2 separate regions of the Capsicum annuum genome follow, and region 2 is linked to region 1. Evidence: chromatin contacts called from public Hi-C data. All regions are on one chromosome and are shown on one strand. The core of a region is the stretch at or near the end of the contact, and the rest is flanking DNA. Distances in the headings are between cores, read along the strand shown.

Region 1 (4,895 bases), core at 676-3,175:
ATGATGTCCCTTGAGGTCAGAAACAAACGGCAGTTTTAGTTAGAGAAAAAATATACTATCATTAACAATTACATCTTTGGACACTCGGGTACAAGGGTTAAGATGGATGTAGAAACAGAGGATTCATCCAGAACCGCTTGCTTTTAAGGGTCGGTTTCATCTGTCATTTTTCCTGAAAGAAAACATGCTCAAATGACAACTACTGTAACTAGTCTACAATTCAAGCTGTTCGAGAGCAGTTCTCTGTCTCACAACTACCTCTGTCGCAACCCACGTTATTGGTCCTTCAATGCATTTCCAAAGTTACCACTACCATATCACGAATCAGAAAGTTTAGTATATAAAATACGATCCATCCTGTAACATACCACAGACCATTTTTCTACTTCCTGAACTATATAAAGTGATATAGACAATGCACTAACATAAAAAGAAGTTAGGCTTATCATCTGTAAATCTTTGAGAAAGGTCCCGAAAAGTCAAAGCATTAGTAGGAGCATAGATATACTACTATCAACTGCAGACAACTAATTGATTGACCAAAGCAACATATTCACAACAGCTATGTCTGACAATGACAACAATGTCCCCTGAAGTCAGATATCGACGACAGTTTTGATCAGGAAAAAGGAAAAAAGAAAAACCAATGCAATATCATTAACAGTTCCATGCTCAAATGACAACAATTTTAACTAGTCTACAGTTCAAATAACTCTAATATATAGACATAGAAATACTAATGCATCAACAGAAAGCTACAGAATCATAAGTTACCTGAAGCATTCGCCATGGAGATCCACGCCAAGGGCCATTTTCAGGCAAAATGACAGAGGAAACGGTCCCTTGAAAGCAAGCCGTCCTAGAAGAATCCTCCGTCTCTACAGCCATTTTAACCCGTGTACCGACTGTCCAAAACATATTTGATGATGCCTCTACTGCTTCTGCCTTCACCACAAAACTTGCCCAGTCTGGACGCGGATAACACGATACTTCAAATGGCATTCCCCGTGCCGCCATTTCCGCTGCCTCTTTAACAGCCTCCATCGGCAGCCGCCCTTGCCCAGTCCTCCAACGCACTTCCCCGTTACTACCACTGCTACTGGTTTGTTCACGTTTCAAAAGAGTAGAAGTCCACCTCTGGCAATTTTCATTTCCTCTTATAGCTCGTCGAACACCGACATAGAGTTCTCCAGTTCTATTTTTCCGTATGAAGACAGCGGAATCACCGGAAACGAGTTTTTTACTGTTAACAAACTTACTCCAGCCAGTAGTGAGCAAATGCCGGCGAGGTGTACCACGATAAATGTGCCGAAATTCCCACTCAGAACCATGAATATCACGAATAACCAAATTCTGAACCGGCGGATCAGCCACGAAATTAAGCCGAGGGAATATAGAATCAGCGCAAAACCGCGGTACAGAAAAACCTCCTCCATTATTCGCATCTGACGGAGTTAAAATCTTCACAAACGAAACAACCTCCTTCTCCACGTCCTCCTCCTCATCAACATTCACAGTAGTAACGTCGTTACCATAACACTGATTAACCGGAACTAGGAAAATTTTAGCGAATGCCTCGTCGGTAACGGCGTCGGCGAGAAACCGCACAGAGAGTACACGGCAGAGAATGAAGGGAGGGATAACGCCGGAGAGTAAAACAGGGGAAGTAGAACTTGCATGTTCAGCGTGTCCTTGAGGGAAGTAGTAAGCCCTGGAGCCGACGGCGGGGATTCGAACAGAGTTACCGGCAATAGCACGCCAGATTGTAGGGTCCACATCGTTGCCCGCAGCGGCAGTTGGAGGCTGCATTGTTGAAGGGAGGAGTGGAGCAGAGAGAATAGTAATAGGGAGGGATATGTATTGTGTGTATGCGTATGTTATATATGTATAGGTAGGAGTGTGGTCGGAGGTGCCGTTCAGGGGTCGGAGAGAGAAGAGTATGGCTATATATTTGCCTTAGTTTTAGCTATTAATTACAAAAATAGGCAACCACAATGTGAATGCATATTTTGTACTTGTATTTTTTCGCTAACTGTATTGACGTGAGAGACACATGAGACCCAACCCGTCAGCCTGTCAGCCCATCAGGTGGGACATTAAAATTATTTATTAAATATTTTAAAATTAATTATTTATTTATTAGGAATTAAAATTTTATCAAATTTTTCTAACTAGTTACTTATTTTTTTATCCATTCTTTGATTGATATTAATTTTTTTTAAAGTTCTTAGTATGTGTTTGAAATACCTGGTAAGCTGGTTTTAGTTGTGAACTTTAAAAAACTGTTTTTACTCGTGATGATTTAGTAGTTGTTATCTTTACTTAATGCAATATTTTGTTCTTTAAATTTAAGCTCTTTTTTGTTATAATCTTACTTCTTTTATGCAGATATTTTGTGTATAGCTATATTTAATATCTTAACCTTATTAGAATTTTTCTGTGGAATTTGTAGCTAATCATCATTTTTTTTTCTTATTACAGTAAATGTCATGAGTTAATTACAATTAAAGAATCATTTGATGTAAGGTATAAGGGATAAATAGTCTGAGATAAAATGAAGGACTATTTTATTTTATGTTTGGTGTGAGGTATTAGTTAATTTCGGCATTATTTATTGCACCATTTATATCATAGTGATGAGATAAATTATTTGTATCCATAATGAAATAACTAATTCTAAGATTAATTATCCCAGGATAACTCTTTCCAAACCTAACAACTCTTGAAGGTATTAGTAAGATGTCTATAACATGTTAAAAACTAGTAGGAGACATGTTAAAGTGAAACCATAAAAATTGGTGATAGTTTAGTACTTATAATATTTTAGTTTATCATGTTTTGGGTTGCTTTTATTTTTTTGAAGGGTCAACCCTCCGCCCGCTTAGGGCTGAGTTGGGTCACTATTTTAAAGGCCCTTTAGTTAAAAGGGATAACTCGTCCTAGCCCACTTAATTCTCTAGTCTGCTAGGTTTGGATTAGGTTGGATTGGGCCAACTCATTTTGACATCTCTATCTAGGACAAATTTTCTTCAAAAAAGTTATGCAAAAGATTTTGGAAAAAAATTACGTAAAAATTTTGTCCCAAAAAACCATTTTTGTTTCTTACGGATTATTTTCTTCAAAATTTCTACATCTTTTGCTAATAATAATAATTAATAAAAATTTATAAATTTAAAATAATTATAAAATAAAAAGATAATAAATATAATTGAAATCATGGTTAAATGTATTTGTAGACACATAAAATTTAGGAAAAAGGACATGGCATGGCCATTTAAAAAAAATGGCCCACATGTGAAAAGGTGGACATACTGTAGCCAGTCGGCTAAATTAATTCTAAAAATTACATAAATACACAACTTATCTTTTCAATAATACAAAAAATTTTAACTCCCTAAATATATTACAAAAGTCCCAACATATACACAGAATGCTATGTATATGTCGGCTATGCTATGTATATTAATAGAGAGAGAGAGTAAAGTAATTTAAAAAGTGGTAGAGAGTGTAATTACTTCCAAAAGGGTTGGTATTTATGTTATTTATACAAATTAATTCCCCTTTTTAGCCATTTGGCCCAATTGGGCACATGCAATATCTATACTCAATTGATACACTTTTATACCACATTGATAAACTTTTATACTATATTAATACACTTTTTAAAAAAAGAGAAAGGAAATTCTATGCAAGCACATGGAATCCCAATATCCAATTGGTACTCTTTTATACCACATTAATACATTTTTATACTACATTGATACACTTGCAGTGGCTATATACTCAATTGATACTCTCTTATACTAGATTGATATATTTTTAGAATGCATGTAGAAACTATATAGAGTCGTATAAAATATGTATCTAAATAATAATTGTAGTTAAATTTGTATAGAATATGTATAAAAATGTTATAATTATTATATAGAATATGTATATATATAGAAACTTTATCATTGTTATATATAAATATATATATCTTTAACAATTGTATTATATTAAAAATATATGGTATTGTATTTTATTGTATAAATAAGTAAAACTAAACAAAATAAATAGTATGTTATTTTAATAATGTTGGTGAATGCAAAATAATCTAAAAAAGCAATTACTCAATTGTTTAAAAAGAATAAAAAATAGTAGAATCTTTAAAAAAGAAAAGGAGTCGTACCAAATTTATTACAATTCTTTTTTAGTGCTGGTTGATAGATCCAAGCACTAGTGAAATACGTGTAGTCGTCTAAGTATATAGTTGTGATAGTGGAGATTTTGGGGTAAGCAGTCACCATGATCGAGTGTTATTTTCTGGGTTTTTAAATTTAGGTGTTAGTTTTGTGAAATTATTTAGTTTTAGGTGTTATTTTTGTCTTTTCCCCTAAAATTTATTGGATCAAATTTATATTAAATTTGAATTTGATCCATATGTTCTTGGGTTTGAAATTATTTTGGGCTTTAAAAAATAATAAGTCCATTTTATTCCTCATCAAGATCCATCTCACTTTGAAGCCCAAACTCATGCTACGTATCAAGTGGTGTAGTGTCCCAGACAAATTAAAGACCAACAAGATGAGGCCGCACGTTCAAAGAATGTGGCAAGCCAAGTCAAGTTCAACAGCCAATTAAACATATCAAGTGTCCCAAATGATATATTTGTGTCTAATCACAAGCAGTCTTATCACACAACATTTGTGATAAGATTAATAACTGGATGGATCAATTAAAATAAGGTAGAAGCGATTATTTACACTTGGACTACCTACTCTCCACAACTATAAATATAAGGATTACATAAATTTCTGAGGTTATTCGGCAAGTATTAGAGAAAGTTTCTGCATTGACTACACAACTCTTCAAAGAATTAACTAATGAAGTTCTGCCTAAGACCAACTCGATAA
Region 2 (4,764 bases), core at 195-2,694, 330 kb after region 1:
GCAACTCTTGCTCGTCATCGGTCGAAGCCCAGAATTTACATTGGGTGTATGAAATCTGGACCTGTTCTTGCTCAAAAGTAATTGTGAAGCCATACTAGCTTATGACAACTGATGCTTTCAGCTTGCATTTTGGTTTCTGTAGTAACATTTTCTTTTTAAATGGTAATAGATCAACTGTATTATATTTGCATGAATTGAACTTTAATATTGTTTTGTAGGACTGTAAAGTACCACGAGCCAGAATACTGGAAATTTGGAGAAGAAGGAAACAAGTACTTCCGACATGCAACTGGTCAGATCTATGCTATCTCCAAGGACTTGGCCACATACATATCAATCAATCAGTAAGTTAATAGTAGATAAAGCTTGAATTTGTTGCTGTATACCCAAGTCATTGAAGTTCTTCTGAATGGTCAAAAGACTTGTATTTTCTTGAACTATCTGTGTATATTAGCATGTATACTGTCGATTATCAATGGTAAAACTTGTTGATCCTTATCAGTATCATATAGCTGACACCCAAAGATGCTCGGGATTGAAGCATCGTTGTTGCTTTATCGCTATCATTTATTGTTAAACTCTCTAGTAATTATAAAGGATTTAAACTTTTAATTCAGGCCTATTTTGCACAAGTATGCCAATGAGGATGTGTCGTTAGGGGCTTGGTTTATCGGTCTTGAAGTTGAGCACATTGATGAACGCACTATGTGCTGTGGAACTCCACCAGGTATTTTCTCTTTTGTAATGTATCAATTGGCTGCATCCAGAATTTCTTTTTGGTGGAATTTTGACAATCAAGTATTTTTGTACATACAGAGTTTTGTTTATTGCATTCAGATTTTTTAGTAGGTTAGTAGAAACCGGTCAGTTCTCAGTAAGATTTTCCTAATTGAGAGACATACCTGATAATGATCTTTTATATTAGCATCGGTTCCATCACTCCTTGCCTAAATTCTTCAAGTCATGTAGGAATAATATTTGTAATAAAATGTACTTCTAAGTTTGTTCCAGTTGAGGGTGTCAGGGTGCAACGTAAAATCGGAAAAAAGGCAATTTAAACTGTTTAATTCGAGGCATAAGCATTATATTGAAGTTTTTTTTTTCTCAATTTATATTTTTGATAGGAGTTGCTATCACCCTATGGTACCCAATTCTATCTATTCAATTCATTACTATTGTACCCACCTTGCAGATTGTGACTGGAAAGCTGAGGCAGGTAATGTATGTGTTGCCTCGTTTGACTGGAGCTGCAGTGGAATTTGTAAATCAGTAGAGAAGTTAAAATATGTCCATGAGAAGTGCGGTGAGGGGGAAGAGGCTCTTTGGAATGCTCTCTTCTGATTTTTCGCTTGAGAAAAAAGAGAGGGTTAAAGATTCTTGCTGAGACATAGCTGTTGGACGATCTCCATCTGGCTGGCTGTTTTTGATTGCCAAAATTTTGCAATCAGAACTTTTAGTCCAGCAGCAGTTTGTATAATATGAAAAGAGTATGTTTGTTGTAGATTATGTCTGTCTAGATACTGATATAGATAAATGGACCTTGGGGAACAGACTACCATTTTGCTAATTCTTTTCACAGCATATCAGGACGACCTTTAGATGTGTGCTCACATTCTTTGCGGTGCAATTTTGGTGGTGGTGAGGTTCCAACTATTATTTCTTTATTTGGTGCTTATTTCTAGTTTGCGAGAACAAGGCCTCCACATTTTGGCAATGTATTGTTTAAATTATTGGTATATTTTTAGTTGCAACGAAGTTTTCAGGAAAGGAAAGAGATTTATTCGCACATTAGTTCTCTCTGTGTCAATTCATCCCCATCTTCAAACCCCTTGATTTTCCTTTTATGATTTGAAATTCCCACATAATCAATCAAAGCTTGTTAATTGATCAGTAATTCTGATTTCTATGGTTTCTAATCAAATTGTATCTCTGCTTCTTTGCAAAATGGATCGATATCAGCTAGCAAACATATTATTATATAAGGATATAGTTGGGAATAATTACTACTTATTGTCTTTAATTTCCAAATAACTATTTTAACTTTTTTTGTTTGGTTAAAACAACTCTTATATTGGACGGAGGGAGTAATTTATAGTGGTTGAATCCTGGTCATTGAAGCAACGTCCGTAAAGCCATGCATGCTATAAATTATTAAAGGTCAATGAGTAGTTGAGAATAATACTGATGGAAGGAAGAAATAAATAAACCTCATCTGTTTGTCAAAATTGCCTAGGCCAAAAGTTGTGTGAAAAGCTGACATCAAGGTTTTGTTTTGTTGTCTTTGCAGCTGGTTGTTCCTAGCATGGTGATTTGTCTGCGCACACATCCCAATGTACACCCCAATACAAGAGGACAACATATAGACCAAATCCACAAAATGTAGACAAGAAGTTGTGGATCAACATATGTAGCCTGTAGGAACTAGATTTATCCGTTCTCTGTCTTCAACTCAGAATGTGTCTAAGAGTGAGTTGTAAAATAAGTAGTGTTTGGACGTGCAATATAAACTATGATTGTAAATCATTGTTTGAATATGTGATTTGAGATGATGATTTTTAATCACAAATTCTTTAAAAAGCATGATTTGAGATTCTAAACTTTTTCTAATATAAAAGTTTGCCCATAAGTTTATAATTTGTAAAAGTGCCCTCTCCTTTTAAATTTTTCAAAAATTAAAACTTATGTTTAATGTGAGGAGATTGTTTGTATTGTTTGAAAAGATTATATTAAGGAAAGGAAAAAAAGCATAAATACCCTCCTGAACTTGTCACCATAACTTACTTTAACACTTTAACTTTATAAGCAATTATTTATCCCTCTAAACAATTTTCGCGTGAATTAAATACCACCCTAAAGATATAATTCACTATCACAATGGAGAGTGTATTACATGAGCATATACATCAGCGTCATGTCAATGCCATGTCGGATCCACGCAAGCCACGCAAAAAAATAATTTTTAAAAATAATTCCACATATATATTATAATTATAACTACATATAAGGGAGAATCTCTCTTTTTCATAGTCCTCACAATTTTTTGGTGTAATTAGATAGTCACACATGTTTATTTTTAACCACACATGTTACATTTGTCCTCATTTATTATTTTATGCTATTTTTATTTAGATCTTTGTGATTGAACTATATATAGTATTTTTTTTTATATAAATCTCTTCTTGTTCCTCATTAGATTACTTGTTCTTTTTTACTTATTTCTTATATTAAAAATTAATTATTTTTATTACGTATTTATTTTAATAAATAACGAGAGATTTATAATTTTTTTACATTATTATTATTATTATTATTATTATTATTATTATTATTATCAAGTAATTACATAAAGTATTAATGGACAAATTTAAATTTTTAAGACATAATTAATAAGGATAATTTTATATGTGTTACTCTTAATATATTAAATTATTAAGTTTTTTTTCAAGTCAAAGAAACAAGTAAAAAGGAATTGAGAGAATACCCTTTTCTCTCTTTTTTCATTTTGCTTGACCCTTGTACTAAAATAAAATTTTCTTTTTACTTATTATTTTAGCAAATAAAGAAAGCTTTATTATTTTCTTTCAATATTACTCTTATCATTAAGTAACTATACAACATAATGGTTGTCAATATACACTTTCAAATCATAACTGTCGAGATAAATGAACAAACTTCTATTAAATAACCTCTTATTAATAGGAGTACCAAATCAAAAAATGTAAAATAAATGAAACGGATAGAATGCATATTTACTTTTTTACATTATGATAAATTTTGTGCAACTTTGAAGTTACAGTCTCATTTTCAATCAGAGAATTTATTATTTTCTAATGATACTTATTCTCTTTTTAGGTGTGTGTTTGGTACAAACATGTTTTTTAATGAAAAATATTATTTCAAAAATATTTTTTTAAAAAAAAAATTAGTGTGTTTCTTACTTATTCTTTTTATATTTGATATGTTAGTAAAATATTATTTAAAAATTATTTATATATAATTTAGAAAAGTACTATGAGAGGTGGAGTATGGGGTGGCAGGGATGAGAGCTATCGGTGGGGTGAAGACAAGGTATATTAAAGAGCGAATTGAAAGGCTCAATAAATTTGAAATATAGAATATTATTTTTCTACTTCAACGAAGTCATTTTTATAAGTCTAAAAAGACTTATTTTTCTAGAGAAGATATTTTTTCTCAAAGATCTATAAAATATAAAAAAAAAATTAAAACATTCTGAACACACCATTTATTTATTTTAAATTGAATTCTATGTCTATTCTATGTCTATGTCTATTCATATAATGAAAAAAATTTAATAATCATAATGACTTACCACACAAGACATAATCAACATATCATTAAATTAAATTAATTTTGCAATAGAAAAATGTGACTTAAGTTATTTTGTTTCTAAAATTAAATTTGGAAAACATTACAGAAACTAGTATACTTAAGACGTTAATTATAATAAATAGCAACACTTTCTCAAAATTACCAGTTATAGCAAAATTAACAATATTTTAACCATTATGGGTGTGTTTGGTATGATGAAAAATATTTTCTGAAACACATTTTTTAATTTTCCTTTGTTTGGTTATATTAAAGTATTGAGAAAACATTTTCCAAGGTGCCTCATTTTTCTTCATTTGAGGAAAAATGACTTCCTTGATGAGGCAAGGGAAGTCATTTTCCTTATTAAAATTTTAAGGCGCGCTTAAACTCCACCCCCACCCCTCTTCTCCATCTCCACCTCAAATAAAATTGAGC

The links. A called contact is a pair of places that touch in the nucleus more often than the background predicts.
Region 2: a Hi-C map of leaf shows a contact between it and region 1, with 2.8 times the contacts expected there. The contact joins the enhancer-like site here to the promoter of LOC107867903 in region 1. A contact is called at or near these places in 3 of 5 Hi-C or Micro-C datasets (leaf, pericarp and placenta).

The regions. Positions count from the first base shown.
Region 1 is chr4:131,823,969-131,828,863 of UCD10Xv1.1, forward strand. LOC107867903 (auxin response factor 17) reads right to left here and starts at 1,926. Exons shown (of 3, transcript XM_016714384.2): 1 at 775-1,926. The coding sequence starts at 1,809.
Region 2 is chr4:132,156,002-132,160,765 of UCD10Xv1.1, forward strand. It overlaps LOC107867901 (beta-1,3-galactosyltransferase 7), which reads left to right. Exons shown (of 11, transcript XM_016714380.2): 8 at 1-77; 9 at 219-344; 10 at 618-727; 11 at 1,193-1,786. The coding sequence ends at 1,341. Among protein-coding and RNA genes, the nearest start is that of LOC107867901, 12 kb to the left of the region's middle. Within about 2 kb of position 1,445, at least 2 of the 5 cell types and tissues checked have an H3K27ac peak or open chromatin away from gene starts, as enhancers often do. A contact at or near this core is called in leaf, where this site is marked.